Linked DNA regions of Sus scrofa: all the other regions are linked to region 2. Evidence: chromatin contacts called from public targeted proximity ligation data. All regions are on one chromosome and are shown on one strand. The core of a region is the stretch at or near the end of the contact, and the rest is flanking DNA. Distances in the headings are between cores, read along the strand shown. Region 1 overlaps CDC14A (dual specificity protein phosphatase CDC14A). Region 2 overlaps EXTL2 (exostosin like glycosyltransferase 2). Region 3 overlaps CDC14A (dual specificity protein phosphatase CDC14A).

The links.
Region 1: a targeted proximity ligation map of alveolar macrophages shows a contact between it and region 2. A contact is called at or near these places in 1 of 5 promoter capture datasets (fetal skeletal muscle), 27 of 47 Hi-C or Micro-C datasets (adipocytes, adipose tissue, alveolar macrophages and 16 more) and 2 of 2 datasets of targeted methods (alveolar macrophages and skeletal muscle).
Region 3: a targeted proximity ligation map of alveolar macrophages shows a contact between it and region 2. A contact is called at or near these places in 5 of 47 Hi-C or Micro-C datasets (embryonic fibroblasts, fetal liver, liver and 2 more) and 1 of 2 datasets of targeted methods (alveolar macrophages).

What each region holds. Positions count from the first base shown.
Region 1 is chr4:117,679,335-117,682,034 of Sscrofa11.1, forward strand. The region is part of intron 10 of CDC14A (dual specificity protein phosphatase CDC14A); the gene reads right to left. Among named protein-coding and RNA genes, the nearest start is that of GPR88, 57 kb to the left of the region's middle.
Region 2 is chr4:117,411,605-117,414,304 of Sscrofa11.1, forward strand. EXTL2 (exostosin like glycosyltransferase 2) reads left to right here. Exons shown (of 5, transcript NM_001243549.1): 3 at 887-1,314; 4 at 2,434-2,504. Among named protein-coding and RNA genes, the nearest start is that of EXTL2, 16 kb to the left of the region's middle.
Region 3 is chr4:117,714,611-117,717,310 of Sscrofa11.1, forward strand. The region is part of intron 7 of CDC14A (dual specificity protein phosphatase CDC14A); the gene reads right to left. Among named protein-coding and RNA genes, the nearest start is that of CDC14A, 89 kb to the right of the region's middle.

The sequences.
Region 1 (2,700 bases), core at 12-2,511, 270 kb after region 2:
ACTTCTTCCATCCTTGACACATATTTTTCTAGTATGACCCAACCCTGACCCCAGTATCCTCCCAAAGCCACCGTTTGGTCATTTTGTACAGAAGCCCAACCAACTCTAGCTCGACCTGGAGCTGTGACTTGAGCCCCACTCTGCCCTGTGTGTCTCCTACTCCACCTCCCCAGGGCTATTACGGAAGCAGAGTCGTTCCTGATTTAAAGAATTGGGCTAATGAAATGGTCTAACCTGATATCAAAGGAAGACAGCCTAGAAACCAGGACCCAAGATTCAGGGGGTGAGAAGGAGACAAGAATTCAAGGAGTTCTACCGTTGCGTTGTACACGTGGAAGATTTAATAGGATGATGGTTGGAAAGAATATCTGAGGGTGTAGGGGGAAGTTCTTAATTTTTTTCTCTTCTGAAACACAGGAGAGAAAAAAATTAGGAAATTCTCAAAAAGATTCAATGTAGCTAATTCTCATTTAGGGATAGAGCCCCATAAATGGGAGCTTGATCGCTGGAATCATGCCGTGATACAAACTGTGTAAACTAATGCTTTACGGCTTACATTCTTCTTTCCAACTCGAATGCTTTTCCATAGGAAATGAAACAAACAAAAAACACTCCGTTTTCTATCTTAAGTAATTGAGTATTTTGAGATAAATTTCTGATGCCACCATTGCCAAAAATTCTTACATATACCTTATCCTTTTAACTTAAACTCCTACTAGAATTTTCTTTTTCTTAGCCAAAAGATTCAATGCCAACCGAGAGTCAATAAATAGATCAAATGATGCGGCACTAAATATTGAAAAGCAGTATAACTGAGTGTTTCTGCAGAAATGTGGCTGTCAAACAGTGCAAATTCAAACCTATGCAATGAGCTTATTTTAATAAACAAATCACAGTATCATCTATTACTATTCTAAATTCTTCTGGTGGCCACATTTCAGACTCTAAATTCTGTATGTTAAGAAAGACAAGTTCTTAAATCTTAAAAAAAAGATTACTTAAAAAAAAATTAATCCACATCCTTTGGCCTGCCTAGCCCATGTAACTTAAAAGAAATACTACAAATAAAAACAATAGGAATCAATTATAATTGAAAACTCAAGCTGTTAGACATTTTAAGCACATTTCCATTTTCTTGAACGGGTTTTCTTCATCTTATTTTTGGTGATTTCCTGAAATAAAAAGCAGTGGTTGTGCTATTCATTTCTGATATTGCTCAATCCAATTGCAAAACTGACCAATGCACAAGCACCAAATGTGGTGTAAGCTGATGTCTGTGAGTAAAAATGAGCCACAGATCCTTGCTACACAATGTGGTTGGTGGACCAGGGGCATCTCATCACGTGGGAGCCTGATAGAAAGACAGAATCCCAGGTCCCACCCCAGACCCCTGAACCAGAAACTGCATCCCACAAGATCCCAAAGGAATGTTACACACTTTAATATTTGAGAAGTACTACAGACAACTGAAGGCTTACAGCTAAATTATGACCCTGAAAAATATCCAACTAATTGGAAGTCATGAAAATATCTACGGGAATAAAGCAAAATGGGGCAATCTCTGATTTATGGATTTAGGATAAGAGTTTGGCCACAACATCGCTTCCTTAAAGTTAACTTCATTCAAAGTGGAAGCTCTACTTTGTAAAGACAGAACTCCCTGCCAGATCCAGATGAAACCTTTATTTGAATTCTCTCTCTCCCAGAAGGAAATTAAATATAAAAACGACAACAACAGAGTTCCCGCATGCTCAGCGGAAACAAATCTGACTAGAATCCATGAGGACGAAGGTTCAATACCTGACCTAGCTCAGCGGGTTAAGGATCTGGCGTTGCCATAAGCTGTGTGTGGTGTAGGTCACAGGTGCGGCTTGGAGCTGACGTTGCTGTGGCTGTGGCCTAGGCCAGTGGCTACGGCTCTGAGTCAACCCGTAGCCTAGGAACCTCCATATGCCACTGGTGCGGCACTAAAAAGACAAAAAGACAGAAAACAAAAAACCAAACATCATATCTCTGTGGTGACAGGATCTCTTTGGCCAAAAGTCCCCATGGGAACTTAATAGCTGTCCCTCAAGGATCCCCTCCAAAAACAAAAGCTTCAATGGTACAGGATCCAGAGGTCAGCAGAGCATCACCCAATCAATGGTCAATAAAACAAATGAAACAAATCCTAAAAGCAGCCCAATCCATCCATCTATCTCTATAGGCTCTCCCTGAGAAGGATGCAGTTAAAAGGCTCAGTAATAAAAGAATCATGTTTGTGCAGCATTTTAAGAACTTTGAGGATATTTGGTAGAAGACACACTTTGGGTGCAGAATGGTATTTTTAGCTTAAGAATATAAGCTTTATTTTACATAGAAGAAAAACACTTGATGGTTGTTTGCAAATAGCTGTATTTATATCCTAGAAAAAAATTAAATATAAAATTTCAGGCCATAACAAAAGAGAGGTCTTGATCTGCCAAAACATAAATTCCTCAGCCCACAAGGATGCTAACAAACATCTCTCTTTATTCCTGGTGACATAAGAGGAAGGTGTCTTCAAGGCATAGAAATCAACACCTGGACATATTTTGCTGTTCAAGGACTAGCAGGATGTGACAAACCAGCTTTCCTAAAGTCACAGATTGAGATTTAACCTTACCTCAAAAGCACTGATTGGATTTTTTCACTTCTGAAAGAATACGATCCCTCTCACTT
Region 2 (2,700 bases), core at 42-2,541:
AGCTGTGGTGTGGGTTGCAGACACAGCTCAGATCCCGTGTTGCTGTGGCTCTGGCGTAGGCCGGCGGCTGCAGCTCCAATTGGACCCCCAGCCTGGGAACCTCCATATGCCATGGGAGCAGCCCTAGAAAAGGCAAAAAGACCAAAAAAAAAAAAAAAATTCTGAAGTACATACATATATATAAGTGTGTGTGTGTATATACATATATATCAGAACATCAAGTTGTGTACCTTAAATATATATAATTCTTAAGTATCAATGGTATCGCAATAAAGCTGCTTAAAGGATTAGTATACTACTAAGAGAAATATAATCGTGTTTAAGAAAAACACTCTCAGTTCCAAATTTTGAGTAGTAAAATACGAGCAAACATTAATAGACATTGCTAAATTCTTGCTGTTTGCGTGTAGCTGGTCTTTGGCTGCACCTTCACAGCAAGCAGGCTCAGAGGGAAGATAGATTCACTGTATGTTTTCTCTTTAGGCCAAATCACCTTATCAAAGAGGGAGAACCAAACTTGAACCAACTAAGGGAAGATTAACCTCTCTCCTGAAAAAAGCAAAAGCAGGGAGTTCCCGTCGTGGCTCAGCAGAAACAAATCAGACTAGTATCCATGAAGGTGCAGGTGTGATCCCTGGCCTCAACTCAGTGGGTTAAGAATCTGGCGTGGCCCTTGAGCTGTGGTGTAGGTCACAGACAAGGCTCAGATTCCACATCCCTGTGGCTGTGGTGTATACCGGCAGCTACAGCTCCAATCCCATCCCTAGCTGGGAGCCTCCATATGCCGCGGGAGCAGCCCTAGAAAAGGCAAAAAAAAATTAAAACCAAAACGAGGTAACTAGTAAGAATGCTAAGATTCCGCATTTAATTTCTGTTTCTCCCCCAGGTGTTACCACATCTGCAAAGTCCCTGGAAGAGTGATGGGGATTCGAGTGCTTCGTTTCTCCCTGGTGGTCATCCTTGTGTTACTGCTGGTGGCTGGGGCTCTGACCACTTTGCTTCCTAATATCAAAGAAGACAAGATGCTCGCTTTGCGAAGGGAGATCAAATCCCAGGGCAAGTCCCCGCTGGATTCCTTCACTCTCATAATGCAGACGTACAACAGGACAGACCTCCTGCTGAGACTTTTAAATCACTACCAGGCAGTACCGAACCTGCACAAAGTGATCGTGGTGTGGAACAACGTCGGGGAGAAGGGGCCGGATGAGCTGTGGAATTCCCTAGGGCCTCACCCTGTCCCCGTCATCTTCAAACCGCAGACAGCAAACAGGATGAGAAATCGACTGCAGGTCTTTCCTGAACTGGAAACCAGTGGTGAGTTGCAGCTGGGTTCTTAGCCTGACAGGGCTGCAGCTGGCCAGACCTGGGGGCTGGTGCGTGGCTTTGGGGCTGTCTCCTTGTCCTCATTGTCTGGAGAACACAGGGAGATTGAATCCTAAGAAAGCAAAAGAAAGAAAAAAAAAAAAAAAAGAAAGAAAGCATTTTGAAAAACCGAAAGGACAGTTTCTTCTAAGCTCCTGGGAAGACTGTCCTCATGCAACAGTGACAAGAGGTTAATGTTGTGAAAGCAAATATGCCATGATTACATGTTATTGCATGACCGGAAGGTGGTAAAATGCCACTGAACTGAAGCCGAATTTTTTGCCGCCTCCTTTTTCTCCCATTCATAGCAGTTATATGAGGGTGTAATTTAAAAGATCCTTGGGGGAGTTCCCATTGTGATGCAGCAGAAACAAATCTGACTGGTATCCATGAGAATGCGGGTTCAATCCCTGGCCCTGCTCAGTGGGTTAAGAATCTGGCGTTGCCGTGAGTGGTGGTGTAGAGGTTGTAGACAGGGCTCAGATCCCGAGTGGCTGCAGCGTAGGCTGGTGGCTTCAGCTCCAATTTGACCCTGGCCTGAGAACCTCCATATGCTGCTGGTGAGGCTCTAAAAAAAGAGAAGAAAAGAAAATATCTTTAGTTTTATTTCATGAATTTCTAGGATAATAGATGTTACCTATATGATAATTTCCCCTCAGGAAATTATAAAATCAATTATGATTTAAGCAAAAAAATTTTTCTTCTAGACAAATCTCTTCAAGAATACACTTTTTTTTTTTTTTTCTTTTTAGGGCCACACCCATAGCACATGGAGGTTCCCAGGCTAGGGGTTGGATTGGAGTTACAGCTGCTGGCCACGCCACAGCTGACCACAATGCCAGATCGTTCGCCCACTGAGCAAGGCCAGGGATCGAACCCACATCCTCATGGATCCTAGTCAGGTTCTTTCACCACTGAGCTACAGAGGGAACTCCAAGAACACACTTTCTAATGTGCTGATTGCATTCAGAAAATCTTTCCCTTGAAGATCTGCCAAGACCACCACCACTGCGTCTTCCTGGTTTTGTTTCCATTTCCAAACTGATTTAAAATGTTTTCCTTTCGTTTCAGCGGTGCTAATGGTGGACGATGACATGCTAATTAGCGCCCAAGACCTTGTTTTTGCTTTCTCTGTTTGGCAGGTAATGTTACCATATCCTTTATGAACTCATAATGTCTGCGCTGGTGTCAGCACGGTTTAATGTGGGAGTCACCCAAACCAGTGTAGACGGTAGCTTCCTAAAAGGTAGATGAATTTGTCATAAGGTCATCAGAGTTCTTGAGCTCAGTTGAGCTAACGTGATGGTGATGGTATCTTTTATCTATGTTCGGCTTACA
Region 3 (2,700 bases), core at 6-2,505, 300 kb after region 2:
CAGGGAAGACGTAGGCATGTAAGCAGAGCATCCCACCCCACCATGGGAGAAGAGCTCCCACTGAGCTAAGGATGACCTCGACACCTAAAGACACAAACACGGTGGGCAGAGGAGAAAAGATCACAGGTAGGATGGGGAAAAAGAGCATGTCCAGAGGCACAAAAGCCCGAAGAAGCACTGCCACCCAGGAAGCTGCAAGGATTTGGATATGAGGAAGGAAGGGACAAGGACAAAAATGAGGACGATGGCAAAACCCATGTCCAGAAGGGCCTTTGATGTCACATTTGGAGTTTGCATTTCCTCCACATTTTCAGTCAGGATAGAGGACTTAAAGCAGAGGAGTGATAGAGTCAGACTTAGTTTCTAAAACCTAGACTCTGAGAGTGATGCGAAGACTTGACAGAAGAGGCCCAAGGTTAGGGAAAGACCCAGTTGTGTGCACCCAGAATCGACCGGGACGTTCTCACAAACAGTTTCCAGATGGGCTACATGGTAACATGGCCAAGATAATGTGACATCACCTCCTAGAAAAGCAATGCTCTTTTCCCAAAAGTGCGTCCTTTACGTGATGAAAGCAACCATGATGACTAATGAATTGCTAGAATGTCACAGGAGCAAAATTTCCCACACTCAGCCTGTCATAGATCAGGGAGAAATTCTGTGTAGACAATTTTTTTAAAACTTTATGGCCCCACTCAAGGCATATGGAAGTTCCCAGGCCAGGGACTGAATCCAAGCTGCAGCTGTGACCTGCACCACAGCTACAGCAATGCTGGATACTTTAGCCCACTGGGCCAGGCCTGGGTTTTAAACTATGCCTACAGCAACCCAAGCCACTGCAGTCAGATTCTTAACCAACCCACTGCACATAGTGGGAAGTCCTAGACAATTAATTTGACAAGCATAAAAATGGAAGTGTGTGAGAAGGGTCAAACATGATAACTTCTATAGAATGAGGCACAAGAACATGGGGAATCTACAACAGCAGATGGAAGAACACAGCTTCTAATCCCACACAGGAAGAGATGAAATCACACGAAGCCATCTGAAAACAAATATATTGGCTGAGCAAATATACCAAGCAGACAAGAACTACTCAATAAATGTATGGTCAATAAATTAACTGAAAAGTTACCAAATTGAGGCCCGAGTGTGGTGCAGCTTCTTGGTTCCATATTACAAAAGTTGACCTATGCACTGTTATTCCTGTAGAACCAAGCTTCCCAATTAGTGTAGCAGAACAGAGCTGCCTGGGCGGGGACCAGTCAGCCAGAGTCCCCGGGCCAGTGGCCAAAGGCCGTGAGTTATGATCACAGGGTGCTGATCAAATATTAGCACATTTTCCACGTGTGTCATGGCAAGAGAAACAAAAGGAAGCCCTCTGCTGTGACCCCTCTCTCAAATAGGCAGGAACCAGTTTGTCTGTCCTCAGACCTGCAGAAGCCAAGCCCACCTCTAACCACTTCCATCCAGGAACCCCTGGTGACGAAGTGGCCCAGGTTTGCCAGCGTGTAAAAGCACGGGGTCAAGTCACTAATAACTTCATATTCCAGGAAATAGCCTCATACTGACAAGATTATTTCACAGAAAGCATTTTTTTTCTCAAAATAAAGGAATGATTTATGGAGAAAAAAAAAAAAAAGGGCAGATAGGAGGAAATAGCTCAAAGAAAGAAGTCGGAGTAATTGATTAGCTTTTGAAGTAGGTTTTACATGAACTTTCAGCTCCAGCTGATCCCCGAAAGGGTACTGCAGGCAGGTCCTTAAAACTGCATGGGCCGAGGTCTGGGTGGGGAGATCAACGTGAGCCACACTGATGAGTCATCCCCAAAAGCTCTGTTTCCTTGCATCTCTCCCTCTGCCCTCCTCCCAACTAGGGGTCGGTCCTGCCCTGGGAGGCCAGCTCTGTATGGCCCACACCAGGACATTATCGCATATGGCAGACCTTCTGGTACACAGTGGAACGCCTTGTTTTGTTTAGGAGACAACCAAAATAAGGAGCTAAAGACACAACTTCACCTTCTCTGATGACTAATGACTGCTTAAGAGTAGCATCTTTAAGGATCAGTGGTGTTTACACGCGATCTTACGTGGTAAGGATAGTTCCCCTAAAAAGAACAGAAGTTGACCCAAGGCAGACTGTACATGGGTCTTACAAGCGGAATATTGTCCTACGGTAGCAATAACCACTAAACTTCACTACTCGAGAGGAGGCAGTTCCTCTTATATCTACAAGGACATAATTTGAACACACAAGCTCTTTCATCTTCACTGTTTTTCCCTAGGGCAAAAGGTTTGTTTTCATTTTTCAAATGAACTGATGTGTGGTTAGATTTCAAAGTGACAGCTCTTAGTTCTCAAGCTCTTTGAGAAGACCTGAAGAAATCTGTTGGAAAAACTGATACCTCGCAGAAGATTTTGGACCACCTTGCAGGTACTTTCCTGGACCCGTAACAGCACAGCTCCCAGAGTTCTATCTAATTGACCAGTGCAAATGTGAAGGGTGTACAGTTCCACAACAGCTTGGCAGAGGACCTGACAGGCTATATTTTAGAAGATACTTCTGCTTTTCAATAATTAATACTATAGACTACTTGTAAGTCATATGAACATAAAGCAAGAGCCTGCAATATCTTGTGAGAAGCCTGTTTTTTGTTTTTTTTTGTTTGTTTTTTGTTTTTTGTTTTTATTCCTTTTTTAG